Linked DNA regions of Ovis aries: region 2 is linked to region 1. The links are chromatin contacts, called in public Hi-C maps. All regions are on one chromosome and are shown on one strand. The core of a region is the stretch at or near the end of the contact, and the rest is flanking DNA. Distances in the headings are between cores, read along the strand shown. Region 1 overlaps KMT2C (lysine methyltransferase 2C). Region 2 holds the start of KMT2C (lysine methyltransferase 2C).

Region 1 (3,686 bases), core at 480-2,979:
ACTGGTAAATAGATAAATAAGTAGCGAAGGTCAAGTTACGTCACTTCTCTGCTTAACACTCCAGCTACTTCCCATTTTGTTAAGAATAAAAAAAAAGCCAGTCGTTACTGACCAGCTGGGTCTCCCTGATCTTCAGGATCCCCTCGGGCGCTTCTGAGAGGTTGCTCACAGTAACCCTTCCCCTCCCTCGCTGCCTTCGGCCTCCCTAACCTCCTTGGTCTTACTGAGGTCCTGTTCCCTCTATGCTGACTGGTGTCCTCAGATGCATGCATGGCTTCCTCCCTCGTTCCCTCTGGGTATTTACTCAAGTTTCCTTTATCTGGGAGGTCTTTGCTGGGCTCCCTGTTGAAAATTTCAGGTGCCTCCTCCCGTCACACCCCTGGTGGACTGTTCTCTCCTCTGTACTTATCGGCCTCTAACACAGTGTGTATTTACTTACTAGGCTTGTCTGTCTCTCCTCACTAGATAAGAGTGCCATTCTGATAACTGTCTTTTTCTGTTTTGGTCATTCCTCAGTAAATGTTTGTGGCCTAAATGAGTAGCACTAAAAATCATTCATGGAGTCATTCATAGTTACGCGTAAAAAATAAGTGCCAGAGTGTTAAAGGAGGTCACCACTGTGGTGAATTTTATCCATGTTTATACATTTATACTTGTCAGAAGAACCCTTCTAAAATAGAGGACATTTTTACAGTTCTGCTGAAGTGACGAGGGTGGGGAGGTGTGACAGTGACAGTCTTTGAAATCTCAAAAGGTTCCTTAGGGGCAAAGCCTGTAAAAGTGCTGTTGAGCCCAGAACAGGCTTTATTTTACAAAAAAAAAGAGGTGTCACAAATTTGTTGACCATTATTAGGACAGCATGTGACTGAATAAATTATGGTACCTGCCTCTGTAAAGAAAATAAACATTTAATCTGCCTCTTCAAGATAAAGGTGATGTTTCAGCAATGAGAATGCACTCAAAGAAACCAGTGCTGGGGGTTGAGCATTTTGGTAACAGATGTTTGGAACTGTGTCTATTGTTAGCTTATTGCCAGAAACAATGAAAGTTTGTACTCAAACAAACAACAAAATATTCTCACATTTGTTGCCAAAAAATCTTGGACACAGAATTTCCTGAGTAAAATATTCTAAAGCGTTGATGTATGTTTTAAACCCATTTGTTAAAAATTAATATTTTTTGACTCTGGAAGGTGAAACTCTGCTGGCTAATTTTTGAGAAGTTTGGTTGGGATTGAAAAATGGTCGTTGAAAACGTGTACCTCTGTTTAGATCCCCCTATTTTTGTGGGAATCCTTTTTTAAAAAACCTTCGACAGATGCTGAAATAAACTGAAGTAGAAGTGGACCTTTCAATCTAAGGTGATGGAAAAGAACAAGATGCAAAGCTCAGATGGGTTGGTCTGTACGCTCTAAACTTTTTGGTTGTTCACATCTTTTAAGAAAGAAATATTTGAGTACGTGTCCTTTTTGTTATTGGAACGTACATATCTCTCCTTTCCATCGCTTACCAACGTGTGCCAATTCATGTTACTGTGAGCATTGAATTACTTTTGGTGCCCCCACTAGGGCGGTAGGCGTCACGAGGGCGTGGATACTGTGTGGGTTTGTCATTTTATCTCTGGTGCCTCAAGGAGTCATCTCTGGGGCGAGCGGCTCCTGAGTGGAGCCGGGCAGTGAAGGGCAGTGCTGAGCGTGGTGGCCCAGGGTGGGGAGTGCGCTGCTGGCCCCTGCTGGCCACTGCTGGCCATCGTGCGCTGTGCAGAGGGAGCCCAGCTGCAGCAGTGCCGAGGCTGCCAAGCCTCCTGCAACCAGCAACATTATTCCCATTTTAAAACAAGTACATTATTTCCTCAGTTGCTAAATTGCATTCACTATCAAGCAGTTCAGTTTTTCTGGAATTTCCCTCGGATTGTTCTTCAGTGTTTCCATGGGAACTTCTGTCTTTTGCTAGATAGAAGAATATGCTAAACTCTTTTTCTCCTTTATTTTCCTCTTTGGATTCCTGGAGGGTACCACCAAACCTTAAAACATTACTCCTAGCAGCTCTCCACTTAGAATCGATAGTTTCTTGTTCTCGTGTTGTCTTCACCCTCATCATTGGGCTTCCGTGGTGGCTCAGACAGTAGAGCATCCGCCTACAGTGTGGGAGAACTGGGCATGGCAACCCACTCCATATTCTTGTCTGGAAAATCTCCACTGACAGAGGAGCCTGGCAGGCTGTGGTCCATGGGGTCGCAAAGGGTCGGACACAACTGAGCGACTAAGTACATACCGCAATTCCATTCTGCTGATTTTGTGCCACTTGTACGTGTAAAAACCAACTAATTTCTACAAGAAGAGTTTCAAGTTTTTTAAAAAGTACTTTGGGCTCTTTTTGTAGGCTGAAAAAGAACAAAAATAGTTTTTCTGTAATAAGGTGGGAGTACAGATTTACAATGTAAGTAAACAGTGTAATGTAAGTGTAATTTTTGTTTAAAAAGCCTTAATGACAATAGCAGTAAAAATCTCCACACACTTCTCTAACCAGTGGAAAGTAGGTTTATATAAGATCATTGAAAACATGGCCTGCATATATGTAAGATGGTCCCAGGTACCTATTTTATGAATAATGTTATCTAATACTGTTGTTTTTTACATAATCCTAGTGCTTTGCAGTGTAAAATAAAACATTTCCAGTTATTTAGTCTTCATTTTACCTTACAGTTTTTTAAGAGGAAGGAAACACTTGCATACCTGAGTTCTGTGTTTGTGTTGAGGGGTTCTCAAGACCACGTCTACACTGGAGACTGACTCAGACTCAAGGGCCTCATCACAGAGTTGTAATTATGGCTGAGGCTTACTGCCCTGATGCGGTAGAAAGATCTTAATGGGAAGAGATGTTGACGAGGTCTAGAAGCATCTGTGTTCAGGTTTCCTCGGTGCTCTCCCTCCCGTGAGGGGTCACACAGAGTACCCTTGTCCTCCAGCAAGGGAAGTACGGCGATGTGTCTGCTGGTTCTGCCCTGAGACGCTCGAGGTCTTTACTGAGGGCTGGTCGTGTAGGCCCTCCTGACTGTCACGTACCAGAAGGGAAGGACACGTTGTTTGCACAGATAATCCAGGCACAGTAAATTGCCTTCGTCACCTCGGGAGCCATGGGGACCCTCTCCAAACCCAGCCTCCTGCTGCCATCTAGGCAGGCCTTTCTAAGAATGGTAGTCTTAGGCATGCGTGTTAGACAACACCCCCCCCCCCCTTTTTTTGCATTGAAATAAAGTTGGATTGTGTCTCAGTTTCAACATGTTTCTGTCTATAGAACTATAGTAGGTGCTTGTTAGTTTACAGCAACGAATTATTGAACATCCTGGGGAGGCTGTGACAGATTTAGTGGTTACATTAAAAGAACTTTGTAAACTTCGATCAAAGGGAAGCTGTTGATAAGGATACCTGTGACTGTAACAGGAAAATCCTGTATTTGACTCTGAAAGCTACTTTGATATTAACATACCCATCCCAGCTTTCTTTTGACTAATGTAAATATGGTATATGTAATTCCATCCTTTTATTTTACCCTATTCGTATTTTAATATTTAGAGCATGTTTCTTGCAGTAGCACGTTTAAAAAAAAAATCTAACCTGACAGTCTTCTGCTTTTTATTTGTAATATTGAGACTATATATATTTAATGTGATAAAGTCTTCCTCTC
Region 2 (3,593 bases), core at 645-3,144, 110 kb before region 1:
TTCAAAAAGCTATGCTTTAGTCAGAACAGGCTCTGGAAATCAAACTGTACTTGCCCAAATAAGAAAGCACAATTGAAAGTTTATATTCTGGCTACTGGGGAGGAAGTGAAGGCAAACGACAAAGCAGGAAAAACGGCATATTATTCTTACCTTATACTAGAACTGTGTGAAAACTGATGAAAATCCTGAGAATGCCTTGGGTGTCCGGCCTAGAGTGTGTGCCTGGAAAATGAGAGTTTGCCCCTGTGCTTTCGCAAATGGTTGGTTGCTAGTTCTTAGTATTTTGTCCCCATTCAAATCTACGATCTTTCCACTCCGCTAGTGAACGGGAAGGCAGGCTCACAAGAGCACATTGTCCCAGGGTTGATCCCTGTTGGCATAAGCAGCCCAGGATCCCACTCACATCTGTAACTCTCCTTTCTGATTAAGTGTCCATTTCAGGTTTCTGACCCTCAGGCCCGTTTTTCTTTCACCCTTTTCACGTATTCTAAGAGGCAGCTTACAACTCCTTCGATTTTTGTCCCCTCATCGCATCTCACCCAACGTTCAAATCAAGTTGTCGGTGTTTTTTTTTTTTTTGGTTTATTATGTCTTTCAGCCTTTTTATTCCTCAGAATGCCATCTTTTTGTCTGACAGCTTTATAAACCCTTTCAGGATCATTTTGAAAACGACGTGGCAATAACGAAAGTACCCCTGGAATAGGATTAGAACGAAGTTGCACTCCATTTCTTTCTCTCCACAGACGCGTATTAAAAAAACGAAAGAACGCTGAACGTGCGCCCGGCGCAGTCCCTCCGGGCCGGTCCCCCCGCGCCCCGCCGAGGGTGGGGCGGGGGCGCCGAAGGGGGAGCCCGGGCCGGCCGCGCGCCGGGGCGCGACCATCTCGCACCCACCCGCCCTCCCGTCCGCGGCTTTGTGGGGGGGTGGGGGGGCCGAGCGCCTCCGGAGCGGGGACGCGGCCCTGCCCCCGTCCTCGCCCTGCCTCCGCGCGCTCCCCGGGACCCCGATCCCGGACTGCCTCCTCCGCAGTTTGGCGTTCTCCCGGGGCCGGGGCCGGAGCCGGAGCCGCGGCGCAGCCGGGGCCGCCGCGTCAGAGGAGGAGGGAGCGGGGGCGGGGGAGGGGCGGTGAGGTCAGCGGCGGCGGCGCGTCCGCGGGCGGCGCATGCGCGGAGCGAGCCCCCCCGTGAGTGGCAGCGGCGGCGGCGGCGGCGGCGCGCGGGGGGCGGCGGGGGCCGGCGGGGGGGGGGAAGGGGAGGGGGCGGGGGCGTCGCGGCGGCCGTGTGTGGGCGAGACCGGCGGCGAGTTTGAGAGGGCTGAGGTGCGGGGGCGGTCGGGGCAGACCCGGCGGCGGCCCTCGCGCGACGGCCCCGGTCGAGTGTGTGTGTGTGTCTGTGTGTGCGTGTGTGTGTGGTACATGCACACCCGCAAAACTTCCTCCTCCCCAGCCCCGGAGGGCGGGCGCGGGCGCTGAGGGGCCGGCGCTCTCGCGCAGCCCGGAACCCACAACAACAACTGGAGCAGCTGTCAAAACTTCGCCGCCGCCGCCGCCCCGCCTGACGCGGCTCGCGCAGGGGAGGGGCCGCCGGCGGGGGGCGCGACCCCCGCCCGCCCGCGGGGCCGCCGCTCCCCGAGCCGCGGCCCCTTTCTCCTCCCCGCCGCGGGCGGCCTGGGGGAGGGGCGCGGGCGGAGACCCCCGGGGCTGGCCGCCCCCGCCCCTGCCCCTGCCCCCACCCCTACCCCTCAGGAGCCCCGCCCCGCCCGGCGCCGCCCGCGCCCGCTCCCGCACCGCCCGGCGCCCGCGCGCCGGCCCCGCCCGCGCTCCCCGCCCCGGCCCGGCCCCTCCCTCCCGCCCGCCGCCCCGCCCGCCGCCCCCCGCCCGGCCCCTGCGCGCCGAGGTGCGCGCGCCCGCGCGTATGTGTGTGAGTGCGTGTCCTGCTCGCTCCATGTTGCCGCCTCTCCCGGTACCTGCTGCTGCTGCTGCTGCTGCTCCCGGGGCTGCGGGAAATGCGAGAGGCTGAGCCGGGGAGGAGGAACCCGAGCAGCAGCGGCGGCGGCGGCGGCGGCGGCGGGAGGAGCCCCCCAGGAGGAGGACCGGGATCCATGTGTCTTTCCTGGTGACTAGGATGTCGTCGGAGGAGGACAAGAGCGCGGAGCAGCCGCAGCCGCCGCCACCACCCCCCGAGGAGCCCGGAGCCCCGGCCCCGAGCCCCGCAGCCGCAGACAAAAGACCTCGGGGCCGGCCTCGCAAAGATGGCGCTTCCCCTTTCCAGAGAGCCAGAAAGAAGTAAGTTGAGTGTGAGGGAGCCAGGCCGGGAGCCAGCGGCGGCGGCGGCGGCGGGCCGGCCCGGAGCTGTCACCGGCGCGCCCCGGGCCCCGCCGCCCCCGCGCGCCCCCGGCCGCCTCCGCGGGGTGGGGGTGGGGCCCCGCCGGCCGCGCGGCTCCGGGCCCCGGGGGCGCCCGCCCGCCCCGCGCGCCCGTCCCGCGCCCCGCGCGCCGGCGCCCGGCCTCCCGCGGGCGCCCCGCACCGCCCTCCGCCGCCGGGCCCCCGACGGCCCGCGCCGCCGCCACACTTTACTTTTTTTTTAGTTTGGGCCCCGGTGCCGCGGTTTCTGGGGCTTCTGTGTTTGGAGAAATTTCTCGTAGCCGCCGCTGGGCCTCGCCGGCTCGTTGGCTATCCCAGCCCGAGGCGCAGCTGGGGAGTCGCGGGGCCGGCCTCGCGTTCGGCGCCCCCCGGGCGCTCGCCGAGCTGTCAAAACGCCGGGGCCAGCTGGTCCCCCGGGCCGGCCGGCGGGCGGCGAGCAGCGGCCGGAGCCGGGCTGCTTCTGTCAGTCGGCCGCGGCTTTAACTTTACTCGCCTCCCCGCCCCCGCCAGCCCCGGGCTCCGGGGCTTCACCGGCGCGTCGGGAAGTCTCACGGCCGCTCCCCTCCCCCGCCCGGCCCGCACCGCCCGGCCCGAGCCGCTCAAACTCCGTGTGGTGGCCGCGCGGGGACCGCGAGCGCCAAGTTTTTGGAAACGTCGCTCCCAACCGCCGGCCGAGCGTGAGGAGCACGTTGGTGCAGCTCCGGACCGATGGAAACCGCGACCGAACTCGCCTCGAGGAGCCGCCTCCGAGCTGTGAGCGGGGCCGGAGCGGCTCTTGGGTGCTTCGGAGCCGGCACCCCGGGGCTGGGCAGCGCCGGTTTTCGATTGTTAGAAATGCCTTTTTGCAGTGTGGTTCTCGGACAACTTTGCCCGTGGAATCCAGAAAGCCGTTTCGTACCGGGGAGGCGCAGAGCACTCGTGGCTCTCGAGGGTGCCGAGCAGGTCCGTGGCCGCCCTCGGAGTTGTAGAATGGCTTGGGTGCTTACTCATTTCATTATATGGTCGTCTCCTGCTAGTGCAAGGGTGCAGCGGACGCCGCGGAGAGCAGCTCACTTACGGATTCTCTGGGTTTTTGTTCTAGTTTGGCTTTTTTTTTTGCTTTGGATGGGGTGCATTCATTTAGCAATAGCGTTGTTAACGTTTGGTGATACATAGTGAAGATAGTAGTGTGAACCCAGGCAGAGAGCAGGGTTGTGGATGCCCAATGAAGCCCTGGACTGGGTATGTGCT

The links. Hi-C and Micro-C count contacts between places; a contact is called where the count stands out from the background.
Region 2: a Hi-C map of hypothalamus shows a contact between it and region 1, with 3 times the contacts expected there. The contact joins the promoter of KMT2C here to the enhancer-like site in region 1. A contact is called at or near these places in 2 of 16 Hi-C or Micro-C datasets (hypothalamus and muscle).

The regions. Positions count from the first base shown.
Region 1 is chr4:116,351,179-116,354,864 of ARS-UI_Ramb_v3.0, reverse strand. The region is part of intron 6 of KMT2C (lysine methyltransferase 2C); the gene reads left to right. Among named protein-coding and RNA genes, the nearest start is that of KMT2C, 110 kb to the left of the region's middle. Within about 2 kb of position 1,729, at least 16 of the 54 cell types and tissues checked have an H3K27ac peak or open chromatin away from gene starts, as enhancers often do. A contact at or near this core is called in hypothalamus, where this site is marked.
Region 2 is chr4:116,460,441-116,464,033 of ARS-UI_Ramb_v3.0, reverse strand. It overlaps KMT2C (lysine methyltransferase 2C), which reads left to right and starts at 1,894. Exons shown (of 60, transcript XM_060415214.1): 1 at 1,894-2,285. The coding sequence starts at 2,125.